Regions from separate parts of the Mus musculus genome. Here regions 1 and 2 are each linked to region 3. The links are chromatin contacts, called in public Hi-C maps. All regions are on one chromosome and are shown on one strand. Each heading gives the region's core, a stretch centred on a gene start, on an enhancer-like site or on the middle of the called end of the contact. The rest is flanking DNA. Distances are from core to core; before and after follow the strand shown. Region 1 has its middle 74 kb from the start of Olfr291. Region 2 overlaps 2610206C17Rik (RIKEN cDNA 2610206C17 gene). Region 3 overlaps Gm31284 (a long non-coding RNA gene).

Region 1 (4,141 bases), core at 468-2,967, 330 kb before region 3:
CAGCTCTGGCAAGGTAGGTCCTGTGTGTTTGGTGTATTTGATCTGCATGGTCACAGGCCTTTTTCCATACATGTATGCATTACCCAGAGAGGAGGTTATTGGAAAGGAGCATAGAGACGTCATGAAAGGTATGGTCACAAGATTGTGTTATAAAATGTTTGATAAAGGTGGTAAGGTCTGAGGTAAAGGAAACTAGACATTTTTTAACCTATTAACAGGATTTTTGGACGTTTAATAACAGACACCAGATTTTGAAGGGGAATCCACAAACAATGCCAAACTCAACAGAAAATGCCTACGAATCATCCATACGAGTCTGCCCAAACCAATAAAGTTTGTGGCTCGGTGCAGTCTTTCTGGTCCCACAAGACAGAGCAGGGACAATAGAACAGAGCAGGAATGCTCAATGATCTATCAAAACCCAAAAAACCTAGGGGATGCTTGAAACAGCAAGAAATGGGGGATAAGAAGTTGAGGCAACAGAAGGACCAGAAAGTGTAGAAGGGAGGGCAGAGCTACTAGCCAATCTTAGTCACATCACCAAAATGAAAGGACCTCCAAGTCTACACAAAACACACCCATACACCAAACCCTTACTCCAAAGGAGATTTATTTACCCTAGAAGGATCAGTGGGCTGCTCTGCACCCCACAAAGACAGCAGCAGGAAGCACTGCAGGAATGGTTTTTTAAGAAGAAAGGGGGGAGGGAGTTTATGCTAAGATGAGTTGTGTACTATGTGAACTGAGATTTAATATTAAGAGTAGAATAAAAAAAAAAACTGTGTTTACTTCATCCAGGGTTGCCAAGGAAAGCAGAAATATCTTCCAAATAGCTGCCATTAAAACCTCTATACATTGTCAATTTATTGCAATAGTAATATTAATAATAAACTCTGACGTAGAAAAACACAAACATGTCCAATCATGTTTCTGACATAGTAAACCCAGACAATAGAGCTGCTATTCCAGGATGCCTGGGGCCCTAGTTTCCCATCCCTGGCAAAACAAAAACAGAAAACAAAAAGAAACAAAAGCAAAACAGAAAAGCAATCTGCTCCTTTCAGGGACTATAAGGATAACCCTGAATGCTAACTTAGCCAGTACAGGAAGAAAAAAAAAAAAAAAAAACGTTCATCCTACCTCTCTTTCCACAACTCTAACTCTCACCATGGGTTTGCAAGGGTAATTTTATCTATTATTATCTTGATAAGGAAACAGGTTCAGAATTAACCAGTACAAAGATGAAGCTAATGCAAAAGCAGAGAAGCCAGATTAAATCCAGATGTGTCTTCCAAGGCTCCATCACTCTGCTTTCCTTTGAAAACATCACTTGTTTCCCTCGTGTAAACTCACCTGATCATATTCCTTTAGAAAATGTTCCAGCTCTCCCATCTAGGTTGCCACATACATACATACATACATACATACATACATAGGTACATGGCTGTTGTTTTTGTATTCTTCGTCTTCACGATTTTCTCTTGCTTTATAGGGAAGATATCATCTTTTTTCATCCCTCGGGTACTACTAGATGTTGAATAATAAGTAACCTACATTTACCGTGCTCTATCTAAAACACTGACAAAGTCTTCCTCTTAATGGGACAAGGGTTTCATTCTGGAAAACAAAATCCACTACCAGACAGGCCAATGCTCTCAGAGGAGCTAACTACAAGTTTGTGCGCCCCCAAGTGGCCAGAGCGACCATCGGATCAAAAGCGCGCTCCCAAAATGACTACGCGTTATAAAAGAAGACTTGAGTCTCACTGTGGACGTGAGCAACACGGGAGGACCCGGCCCCACCGGATGACACGTACCCACCTGAGAGGCCGGGTGCGCGCCGGAACTGCGCCTGCGCAGATTAAGAAAAAGAAAGAAAGAAAGAGAAAAAAACGTGTGTATTGGACTTTCAAAACCGTAGTTTCTGTGATGCGAGGTACACAGGGCTTATACAATCGCCTCAGAATTTGGGACCTCCAGCCATGGGGGCTGCAGATGCTGCCTCATCTATACCCATCGCTCAGCGTCCTTCGATTCTGAAAGAACTGAGATCACAGGGGCCAACGCTATCCAGCCTCGCCTGCGGCACACGCTGTCTCCAGCAGGGGGCGATGAGGTGTCTGGTGCTGCCCACTGCTAGTGGTGCTGCAGCCCAGGTTCCTGTTGTTGGCTCCTTGAGGACTGCTAGATTGAGGTGGCAAGATAGAAAAAGACCTGCTGCCCCCAGGTACTAATTCCTATAGGTTAAAGAACAAAAGACTCCCTCGACCTACAAGGCATCTTCCTCCATTTGAGTGGGTACCTTGGCTGGTGAACCACATGGACCACATACAGAAATAGGCCCTGCCTAGAGGACGTTGTTCTCTTACCTCTGGAGAATTTAGAATTCAGAGAGAGTCATCCTGATCTTTATTGTCACAGAGTTCGGCAGTCATGTCACTGTAGAATAACTCGAACTTGGTTCTCCTGTAGGAAGTCTTCACAGAAAGCTTATTGGAAAGTGGAGAGAGACCCTGGGGTACTTCTGTGTTGGGAGAGTCTGGTAACAACACTGTCGCACATATAGAGAAGAGCACTACAGTTACCCTATATGAACAACCAGGAAATCCAGTGGATTAAGAGTTCATTTTCAGCCTATAAAGGTCTTAAATCTTTTAAATAACAAGCTGGATTCTAAAATTTTACAAGGTAATGTGAAAGTTTGGTAGACCCATGTTAACAGTGAGTTCATATGAGAATTCAAGCATTTCAAACTTTTTAAAAAAAAAGCATTGAAAATAAAGATCACAGGTGGAGATTATGGCTTCCAGATATTAAGTCAGACTGTAAAGCCTGATTTATAAGGCAGTGCTGATGCTGTAATACTCAAAGGGACTGTGGACTAACGGAAAGGCAGAAAATAGATCTAAAGCCATCTCAAACCACTGGGACATTCTTTTTTTTTAATAAATAAGTGTTGAAACAACATTCATAAGGAAAAAAACCTAAATTAATTAGAGATATAGTGTAAAAACTGACTCTATAAGTTCCAAAGAAAATAAGACAATAACCTTATTGAGAAAATCTTTTCTCAGAAGCATAGGTAGTGAAGCAAAAGGTAGATAGCTTTGCTAACAAAATACTTTAAACTGTCACAGCAAAAAACAAAATGATATCTAACAAGCTGGGGAAAAATTATAGCATATACTGCAAAGACTTGTATTTCTGTGGATAAAGGTCTAAACAACTGGCTTCCATAACAGAATACCTGTTTATAATAACCAGAAATTTATAATGGGTAATTTACAATAGACAAGAGTGTGTTCACCCACAGTTCTGGAAGCTGGCAATTAAGGGTTCTTCCTCACCATTTCTGGATAATCAATTTAATGACAAGACTGTTCAAGATAAATCTTTATATACACATATATACTTGATAGATAGATAGATAGATAGATAGATAGATAGATAGATAGATAGACAGATAGACAGACAGATAGACAGATGATACATGAAGTGGATGGCATGTGTGTGTACCACTGGCATGCAGTGCCCAAAGGGGCCAGAAGAGAGCATCACATCCTCTGGAATTGGACAGAGGCAAATGAATTGTCATATGGGTACTGGAAATTGAATCCCCATATTCAGGAAGAGTCAGGAAGAGCAACCAGTGCTCTTAACCACTGATCCATTTCTCCAGCCCTCAAGATAATTCTGTAAGGGCTAATCTTCAACAAGTGATGCCAAGACAAGTAAGTGTTCATAGGCCAAAGAGGAAAGATGGACCTCTCTCTAGCACTGTATTCACATTTTAAATCAAAATAGATGCCAAGTCTAAATATAGGAAGCAAAATAAAGCCTTTAGAAGGAAAAAAATCATAAATTTGTAAAGTTGATTCAGGAAAGACACAAGATATAAGTAAATAAAGGGAAGTTTGGACTTAGATTAAAGCATTTCATTGATTGTCAAAAGATAATCAAGAGAACAAAAGGACAAATTAAAGAATGGAAAAAATAGTTGAAAATTATATGAGAAACCTTTACCCAGATTATGTATAGAACTAATAACTAAGCAATAAATAATCAAGTTTTCCAAATGGGCAAAGGGTTTGAATACACATTTTTGGCAAGTCAAAATAGAATACAAGCACGAGCAAACTGAG
Region 2 (4,843 bases), core at 810-3,309, 300 kb before region 3:
TGAACAAATACCTACTCATTCCAAACGGCACCAACAACAGACCAAAAAAATTATTCCATTCAAGCCTAGATGGGTGAGACAATGAGCTAATTGGGTTTACTTACAGGGTGATGGAATTATCTACAGTAGTGGTTCTCAACCTGTGAGTCTTGACACTCTGGAGGCAGAGGATACACATCAGATATCTTGGATATTCGATATTTACATTACAATTCGTAACAGTAGCAAGCTATGAAGTAGCAATGAAAGTGATTTTATGGATGGGCTCACCACAATGTGAGGAAGGTTCACAGCGTAAGGAAGGCTAAGAACCACTGATCTACAGGGAATCCAACAACTTATCTACGGCTATACCAGTTTATACATCCTCAGGGAAAGGCAGGGTCCTGTTAAGACCTCCTTGTCCTCATAAAAAAGGGTTAGTGGGCCCAATGTTTGGTGTAGATAATCACAGGTGCTCTGACAGCAAGACTCCAATACCCATGTGTATTAGTCAGGGTTCTCTAGAGTCACAGAACTTATGGATAATTTCTAAATAGTAAAGGAATTTATTGATGACTTACAGTCGGCAGCCCAATTCCCAACAATGATTCAGTCGCAGCTGTGAATGGAAGTCCAAGGATCTAGCAGTTACTCAGTCTCACGCAGCAAGCAGGCGAAGGAGCAAGAGCAAGAGCTAGACTCCCTTCTTCCAATGTCCTTATATTGTCTCCAGCAGAAGGTGGAGCCCAGATTAAAGGTGTGTTCCACCACACCTTTAATCCCAGATGAAAGGCGTAGCCCAGATTAAGGGTGTGTTCCTTAAACTCGGAGATTCAATCTTCTGGAATCCATAGCCACTATGGCTCAAGATCTTCAAACCAAGATCCAGATAAGGATCTCCAAGCCTCCAGATAAGGGTCACTGGTGAGCCTTCCAATTCCGGATTGTAGTTCATTCCAAATATTGTCAAGTTGACAACCAGGAATAGCCACTACACCATGCTTAGAGAGCAAAGTTTCACAGCACAGAGTTTTAATTTTAGCTTTTAAGCAAAAATAACTCTTTAGAGCTAGATAGCTCAGGTTTTCTTTTGTACAGGAAGAGGATAGAAAGTGAGTTTAGGGAGAGAGAAGGGAAGGTGTCAGAATAAATTGTGGTTCATCATCTCAAATTAGTTGCATATAGACTAATCCAGAAAAGGAAAAAAGAAAGAAAGAAAGAAAGAAAGAAAGAAAGAAAGAAAGAAAGAAAGAAAGAAAGAAAGGAGGAAGGGAGAAAGAAAGAGAGAGAAAAGAAAGACAGAAAGAAAGAACGAGAGAGAGAGAAAGAGAGAAAGAAAGAAAGAAAGAGAAAGAAAGGAGGAAGGGAGAAAGAAAGAGAGAGAAAAGAAAGACAGAAAGAAAGAACGAGAGAGAGAGAAAGAGAGAGAGAAAGAAAGAAAGAAAGGGAAAGAGAGAGAAAGAAAGAAAGAAAGAGAAAGGAAGAGAGAAAGAAAGAGATAAGAAAGAAAAAGAAAGACAGAAAGAACGAGAGAGAGAACGAGAGAAAGAGAGAGAGAAAGAAAGAAAGAAAGAAAGAAAGAAAGAAAGAAAGAAAGAAGGAAGGAAGGAAGGAAGGAAGGAAAGAAAGAAAGAAAGAAAGAAAGAAAGAAAGAAAGAAAGAAAGAAAGAAAGAAAGAAAGAAAGAAAGAAAGAAAGAAAGAAAGAAAGAAAGAAAGAAAGAAAGAAAGAAAGAAAGAAAGAAAGAAAGAAAGAAAGAAACTGTCCAGGGCCAGCCTAACAGCTCTTCCTCTTCACGGGTGCCATCTCGTGTTCTCAAGTGGAAGTGCATTAGAAGAGCGCAACCTTTTCAGATCAGGGTCCTTTTCAGTAAGAATTCCTGAACGCCGGACTGGGAAATGCTTCAGGTCAACACCAAATGCTTGGTCGGGAACAAAAATCCAGAGAAGACAACTCTTCTCTGGAAACACCTGCAGGCCAGTGAGGGCTGTGTCTGCAACAAACGTCCTCCGTCACAAAGAGCTCTTTCACTGGAATTTGGGGAGGGACGGTACAGCCCTTGAATTACTCCCTCTAGTGAAGGAGACAGGAAAATGCCTGAAAATCCTATCCGCGTGTGCCAAGTTAGCTGATAGCCAGGAACACCTTGGGCGAGTTGGAAAGCTTCTCGGAGGAGATTACAGGGAGCTGACGCTTCAGCTTGTGTAGGAGTTTGCCAGGCTGGAAGCGGGCATGGATAAATGATCCAGGCATACGGATGAGGGAGGAAAGCAAACAGAATCTGGGGGGAAAAAAAAACGCCCTGTTTCAAATTGAGTAGAATGTAATCAACAAGCAGGCAGAAAGGGAGCGGGTGGAAGACTGGCAGGACAGGTCACTGAGGGTCATTCAAAGGCTCAGTAAACCCCAGCCTGTGAGCCCTGGGGCTTGAGGCAAGGCAAGTCTATTCTTTAGAAAGAGCCGCCTGGACTCGCTCAGCTCACCTCTGGCATATTTCCAAGCTCATTTGTTTCTGTTTCCTTAATAAACTATCCTTTTTCCTACTGGGAAAAAAAAAAGTGGAAAGACGGGAATGGGAGACAGAGAGGATGGGAGTGGGGAAGAGTGAGAGAGGGAGGGAGAATGGGAAATGAACATGAAAAGAATCTGTCTGCCCGCAGTAACCAGTGGTCCGTGAATGGGGAACCTCAGAAGTAAGTAGGTGAGAGACACAATGGCTCTGGTAAGAAACACTAGAGAGACATGTTAAATGCCAGATAGCCAAGGATCCTGCGGCTTGAGATGCATTCTTTCCAGGGAGCCAAGGCAGTAGGGCCGGAACATTGGCAAGGTGTGGGCTGGAGGTAGGGAGTCATGAATCTTTTTATGGCCCTGCAGTCTTGGAAGAGGTTGAACTCAGTCCTGAAGGGTGGGGGTAAAAGATAGTAAGTAGATGGGCATTGGACAGTCCTAACCCAAATCCTAGATTTTGACTTTAAGCTTCTAACAGTGGACCCTGCAATACCATGAAGAAGTGCCAAGGACTTCTTATAAAAGCCAGGTGCAGATATAACCCAAGCTTGTAAGGGTACTAAGACATTCCACTAAACCCTAGAGGGTCCCCACGCAACTTGTTTTGTCATGCCTGTGAATGAGCCAGTGTATAAAAAGCTGAATAGTAGTTTTCTTTTCCCGTGTTCTACTCCACATCTGAACATCTTGATATCTTCCCTTAGAGGCCTGGAACTTTCTGGATGCCAAAGCAAAAGAGAGTTCCCTGTTTGAGCACACACCAGGATGACACTAGGAACCAGTCAAATAATAAGTGGATAATCATCAAAAGCAATTTTGTCATTATGGGAAGTTTTCAGGGTTTTTGGTTTTTGACAGATTATCAATTAAATATAACAAAACTTCCATTCTTGTTTCCTTATTTAGTTTTTTAAAAAAATCTCACTGCTGATCATAAAAAACAGAATGAGAATTTATGCTAAACCCTAGCAAAAAAATTAAAAACTTTACCCATGGACATATAAGTAAATAAAATATTAATAATGTTTACTGTTCCACCTATCTCATTCAGAGATGTATTTCCAATAAATATGCATTTTATAGTAGAGATATGCTAAGAATAATTGTAATGAATCAAAAATTTTTTATTGTGATTGTGTGTGTGTGTGTGTGTGTGTACAAGTGTACACATATGAGTACCACAGTGCACACATGGAGGTGAGGGTATAAACTGTGGGAGTTAGTTCTCTCCTTCCACCTTTATGTGAATTCTGAGAACAGAGCTCAGATCATCAGGCTTATACTGCAAGAGGTTTTACCTGCTGAGCCTTTGTTCTGGCCCCCAAAGAAATGTTTACCTTAGTGAGTTATTGTAGGAAATGCAGATAGATGCCAGGTATTTCAAGGATTTACTTGTGAGCCCACATCCTCAGAGTGTCAGACCAAACCTCAGGGTGACTCAGACTTGGTGTGACTGGTCAGGGGAAGATGGCAAGGGAAGCAGTGCCAGAGTTCTGAGAAGCCAGCTGCTTGTTTACACTGGACAGAAGCAGCGTGATCCCTGAACTGAATCAGTTATCTTAAGGCAGACAGTCTGCATACAGCAGGTTTTCCCAACTTCCCTGTTCCACCCCAACCTGCCTGCCTCAGGACAGAGAGCAGAGGCTCAGAGCATCAGTGAGTCAGCCCCAGGCACAGGACAGGAGCTATGGTGTTCTCGCCCCCCAGGATGGATTGCCTCTTTCTCCTTATGCCTCCACATTATTGAGGACAGGACTACTACCCTAAACAGATTGTTGTCTTCATTTTGACTCTTCATGGCCTGACAGTTGAGAGTATGGGCTTCTGACTTTTTCCAGTTCCTCTTCCTGCCCTCGGCTTCTCATCCTTAGCCTTTTTACTTCACTTTTCATACTATTCACTCTCCACAGGTAATAGATGAGCCCTTAGTTCAGTCGCTGTTTGGCTTGGGTGGGGTGGGGTGGGGCTCCCTAATCTACAACACTAGGCGAGATCTAGAACCAGGACTATCCATGGGTTCTGTATAGCAACCAACCTACCCTCTGCTGGGATATTACTATGGTTGAGTTTCACATATAGTATTGTGGTAATAATGGGGAAGCCTTGGTGTGTTCAGGACTGTGGGTCTTAGAAAATAAGAAGTTAGGCTTTGTCTAATTAGTTGGCAACATCTACTCTCAAGAGTACTTTTTGTCTGGTTTTTTGGTCTCTTGAAACATCATCTCCTATAGCCTAGCCTAGCCTTGCACTGACTATGCAACTGACAATATCCTTAAACTTCTGCTGCCCCGGCTTCCCCAGGGATGACATACACAGCACAAGATTAGTTTTGATCATTTAAAAGTTTTACT
Region 3 (4,734 bases), core at 1,757-4,256:
AGAGACATTAATATAAGCTCTGTGGCTTAGAGACAAGGGTAGCATTGTTCCTTGAGTGTTCTGCTAATTGTTTGGAGGTTGTGGGTTTTTTGTTGTTTTTTTTTTTTTAATAACAGAATTCCCAAATTAAATCTTGTACAGAACTCTAATAGATAAAGCCTATAAAGGTGATAAATGAGTTGTTTCCACAGTGAACATAGAGTTTGGTTTTTCCCCCTGTTGATTATATAAATAACATGTTTGTTGAGAAATAAAATAAAATGCAATACAGTTTAAGGCAAATTAGGAGGCAGCATCTCTAAAATTAGTTTTATGAAGTTACTGCTATCTTTCCTGGCATCTTTCTTTGTGCAATTTTTATGCCTATGCACACACTTTGTCAAACACCCCCACACACCATCATATGCTGCAATTACTGCAGAAAGCATTTTAAATGCCTGTTCAAATCCTTCTCTTGTCTGTCTCTTTTACTTCTCTCTTTTTCTTCTCAATTCCTTACTTGTGTCTACTCTTGTCTCCAGCATGTTAAAAACCAAATGGATTTTTCCATATCTTTTTTTTTCCTTTACCCTATATTCTATATCATCTATGTATTTATCTGATCTCTTCCAATATCTGGTATGAGTAAAATATCTAGAAAAGCTAATCATTAATTCAGAAAAGTGAATGATCTTGTCTATAGGAGAAGAGCAGTCTCACATGTTGCTCTTCACCCTTGGAAATGAGCACATAAACCCATGTGCAACTGGCCAGCTTGCCAGGACAAAATCTCTGTACCACGCTTCCTCTACAGATACACAGCCACATAACCTTTAGGGGTTAGGCTGCACAAATAAGAGTGTAATAAACATCATTGTACATGGGATTGCACATTTGGGTTAATTTTCCTAGTAGATAGAATATCAGGCCTAAGATTTCAAGATCAAACTGTGTTTTAACATTTTAGTTTGAAAACAGGTTGCCAGGTTGTTTTCTAAACCAATTCCCATTTCTGCTGGTAAGGCCAGCTAGAGCGGGGTTTGAGACTCATTTTAACTTTGTCAGTTGGTCAGGCTTAAGAAGACAACATCTGGGGGACTTTTGAGATAGCATTGGAAATGTAAATGAGGAAAATACCTAATTAAAAATATATATAAAAAAAGAAAAATTGTATGCTTGTAGTCTCCTAAGAATCAAAGGAATGGGGTCACTACTAGATGCTGATCCATAAGATAATGAAAAGAAAACTCGGAGTAAATGATTGGATTGATGTGTAAATAAATAAATAAATAAATAAAACTGTGGAAAAAAAGAAGATTGGAGTTACTACCTTGGCCTGCTTTCCTATTACAGCCTAAAGATTGAGGCTTGTTTTCTTGTCCTTGGCCAATGTCAGATTCCTGCCTAGAGGCATTCCATAGATCTCTCCTCAAAGCATTCCATAAAGAATACGTCTACTATATTTATAAACAGCCCTTCTATGGGAGAGAAGTATATGTGACTAGATCACATGTTTGTTCTTTTGAGTTTCCTCCTACTTCAACACAGATAATCGAATAGTGTGCTGTAGCCAGTGTTTTAAAATGTTAAAACATAAAGCTTTAATTTGTATATTAAGAGTATATATATATATATATATAGAGAGAGAGAGAGAGAGAGAGCGTCCTCAGAGTTTACAATTGCTTAAAGTTGTTCATCCCTCAGATACTATGAATTTGCAATTTTGCAATTGTTTATGCATATACAACTCATAAGAACACAAAAATAACTGGCCATATAACCTTGTTCTTTACATCATCAAAATAGTAATGGCTTAAGATAATACTTTAGTATTTAAAAAAATGTACATGTCAAATTGTAAAAATTTGTTCTCAATGTCTTCAGTTTCTACCTGTTTCCACATAATGGTGTTAATTTTTGAGGACTTATACTTAATTATTGCAAATGGATACTCTTATTTCTGATTAAATAAATAATTAATTAAATAAAAAAAAAGAAGACAACATCTATTTTGCAAGTCTCTTGGGGCATTCACAGGCTTAGTAATTGTTTGGCTTGGTTTTGCTTTTTTTTTTTTGTTTTTGTTTTTGTTTTTTTCCAATCTCATCAATTTAAATGGATTTGGAAATGATAGACCCTAGTTATTGCCATAGGCATTGAACTTTTCCACTCTCTTATTTATCCATTGCATTTATGATTTTCAGTCTTCTTTGTGAAACAAGAAAGAATAATCAGCTGCTTTGAATTTGTTGCCTGTTTCACGTGACATCAAAGCATGGTGCACTTAGCTCCTTGCCTGCAGCTTCTACATCTGGGGATGGAACCAAAAGCACAGAAAATTCATTTTGTTTTGTTTTGTTTTGTTTTTTTAAAACAATCTGTAGTTTTAGTGTAAAAATTATTTTTATTTCCTCAACACAACATGACAACTACGTAAACAGCCTTCACATCACATTTACAATTATAATTAGAGATAATGCATGTGGAAGATGCATGCAAATTCTAGGCACCATTTTATACAAGGAACTTGAACAGCTTCAGATTTTGGGGCGGGAGGGGTGTGTCCATTACAATCATTCCCAGTGGATTCTGAGAGATGACCATGTTCAGCAAATGTATTATTTTCTTGCAATTTCTGATCTTGTTTAAAGATGTCTCTTTAGGCTCATGTACCTAAGTGGTGAACAACATCAGGAACAGCTGAGACCAAACACGATAGCTACTGCTATACTACAAAATACACTGAAGCTCTGAGCAACAGCAGGAATGAGCTCGCAGCTTTAGTGGGGCTCAGAGGACCTGTGTTTCAGAGCTCTCAAGCCACCATCCAGTCAGTAGATGGGGCTTCAGTCACCTTGAGACTGACTAGGAAGAGCTTGCTTCCCAGCTCATGTGGTTGTTGGTAGGTACTAGCTCTTGACAACAGGCTATCTCCAGGCCTGCCAGCTGGGCTTCTCTATAGTGTAGCTCAACGCCAGCTGCTAGCTTCATCAGAGCAGTAAGAACTGGGGGCAGTGCCAGCCCGAGAGAGGGGAGTCACATTGAAAGCAGCCTCACAGTGTTGTGCTCCAGTCTCTAGCAGCCAGACATGAGGTCTAAGCCACACTGTGGAGATTGTTTTCTGAGGAAGTGAAAACTCACAGGTAGGAAGCAATTGTGATCATCTTCAAGAACTGCCAGCTGGTGTGAAAGAGAACATGTATTTCATTCTGGAAATAAAACAGCAACTTTGTCCTAGAGTAGACATTCATGTTCTGGTTCCTTTTTTGTTCTAATTTTAAACTTTAATTGAATCTGTTCTTTTTTAATGGAAAGTTGGGAGACAAATATGTACAAGTAATATTTTTCACTGTGTATTAATGAATATACCTTTAATAACCAAGATCCACCTTCAGACTGAGGGAACTATTCAATTAAAAGTTCCTGGTTTTCAAACCACATCAGTTCAAGCAGAAATTAACTTTCAGATGCACAAGTGCACAACAGGGTGTATCTCATCTGCTACACATGGGTCTTTATAATCTGATTAAGCCACTCATGGATTAGTGAGCAGAGAGTCCAGAGCCTGCTCCCTCTCCATTCACTATGCAGAGGTTGTTTGATGTGCTCTTTAAAGCCAATTCATTGGCTTTTTATATTTTCATTTTGAAAAGAAAGGCTTTATAAAGTCTTTTTTGCAAACCACATCAAAATAAAAACTCTGCTTAGCAACAGGCATGGAAATATGGGGATTTACCAAACCCCAAAGACTTGAAAGTCCTTTACATCAGTATTTTCTTGGGAATTAAATGTCTATTCAAACACAAAACTCAGATGGAAAGGGTATCCATTAACCATGCATTTACAATTTTATTTAGCGGTGCAAATTTCTGTTTGCTAGCTAGAGTTCACAAGGGTGGAGTTTTGTTTAGAAGCTTCAAAGAAAAGTAAGCAGAGAAAAGTTTTGTGTATGTGTAAGGGGAAATATTTATATTTGGGATGGGTTTTGCAACACTAGACAGGAAAATAGGAAATTCATGAAACATATGGTGAGAGACAGTTAATCTTTGAAAAGGCTGTCTTTGGTCACGGGAACCAATTACGCCACTCCCATTCATGTCAAGAAGATATTTATTCACATAATTAAGCTTGCAGTATAGACACTGAATAAGCACAAGAATGTCATATTTATTCCAGATTAAAGAATCATAATCTAAAAAGGCATGTTAGAGTGTTTCTTTGTGTAAGTGCTGTATGTGGGTCTTCATGAGTGTGCAAATGTGCATGCATGTGTGTGAGTGTGCATGCATCTGTGTGACTATGCATGGGGTGTGTGTGTGTGTGTGTGTGTGTGTGCTCGTGAATGTTCCTAGGGGCTGAAAGTTACAATGTCCTTTCCTCTACTGCTCTCCACCCTGCGTGAGACTGTATCTCACTGAACCTGGTACTGACCAGTTGCCCAGTTAGCTCTAGTGATGTGTCTGCCTCCTGCCCTCCAGAGCTAGGACTACAGAGGCATTTATCTTCACCTGGCTTTTTTTTTTTTATGTGGGTGCTGAAGATCTCAACTCAAGTCCCCATGCCGCGAGATTACCCTCCGAGCCACTGTGGCTTACTGTGGCTTTCTTTTTCATTTCTTATAAATGGAATTATTTAACCCAGGTCTTTGTTGTCAGGCTTCTTCCACCAGCATACTCACTGGGAGTTATGGCCATGTTGTTGTATGTGTCCTAGATTTGCTCCTTGTTTGCTGCCGAATCACTATTTACAGTATGA

Evidence for each region. A called contact is a pair of places that touch in the nucleus more often than the background predicts.
Region 1: a Hi-C map of cerebral cortex shows a contact between it and region 3, with 2.7 times the contacts expected there. The contact joins two enhancer-like sites. A contact is called at or near these places in 4 of 39 promoter capture datasets (the 3T3-L1 cell line, the HPC-7 cell line and hippocampal neurons), 16 of 484 Hi-C or Micro-C datasets (the CH12 cell line, the MNK3 cell line, adipose-derived mesenchymal stem cells and 10 more) and 2 of 115 datasets of contacts at active chromatin or transcription factors (embryonic stem cells and neural progenitor cells).
Region 2: a Hi-C map of cerebral cortex shows a contact between it and region 3, with 4 times the contacts expected there. The contact joins two enhancer-like sites. A contact is called at or near these places in 2 of 484 Hi-C or Micro-C datasets (3T3-L1-derived adipocytes and cerebral cortex) and 2 of 115 datasets of contacts at active chromatin or transcription factors (bone marrow-derived dendritic cells and embryonic midbrain).

What each region holds. Positions count from the first base shown.
Region 1 is chr7:84,777,302-84,781,442 of GRCm38.p6, reverse strand. No RefSeq gene overlaps it. Among named protein-coding and RNA genes, the nearest start is that of Olfr291, 74 kb to the left of the region's middle. Within about 2 kb of position 1,717, at least 282 of the 459 cell types and tissues checked have an H3K27ac peak or open chromatin away from gene starts, as enhancers often do. A contact at or near this core is called in the CH12 cell line, cerebral cortex, cortical neurons and 2 more, where this site is marked.
Region 2 is chr7:84,747,182-84,752,024 of GRCm38.p6, reverse strand. All of the region lies in intron 2 of 2610206C17Rik (RIKEN cDNA 2610206C17 gene), which reads right to left. Among named protein-coding and RNA genes, the nearest start is that of Zfand6, 60 kb to the right of the region's middle. Within about 2 kb of position 2,059, at least 107 of the 459 cell types and tissues checked have an H3K27ac peak or open chromatin away from gene starts, as enhancers often do. A contact at or near this core is called in cerebral cortex, where this site is marked.
Region 3 is chr7:84,447,528-84,452,261 of GRCm38.p6, reverse strand. All of the region lies in intron 1 of Gm31284 (a long non-coding RNA gene), which reads right to left. Among named protein-coding and RNA genes, the nearest start is that of Gm31284, 20 kb to the right of the region's middle. Within about 2 kb of position 3,006, at least 32 of the 459 cell types and tissues checked have an H3K27ac peak or open chromatin away from gene starts, as enhancers often do. A contact at or near this core is called in the CH12 cell line, cerebral cortex, cortical neurons and 2 more, where this site is marked.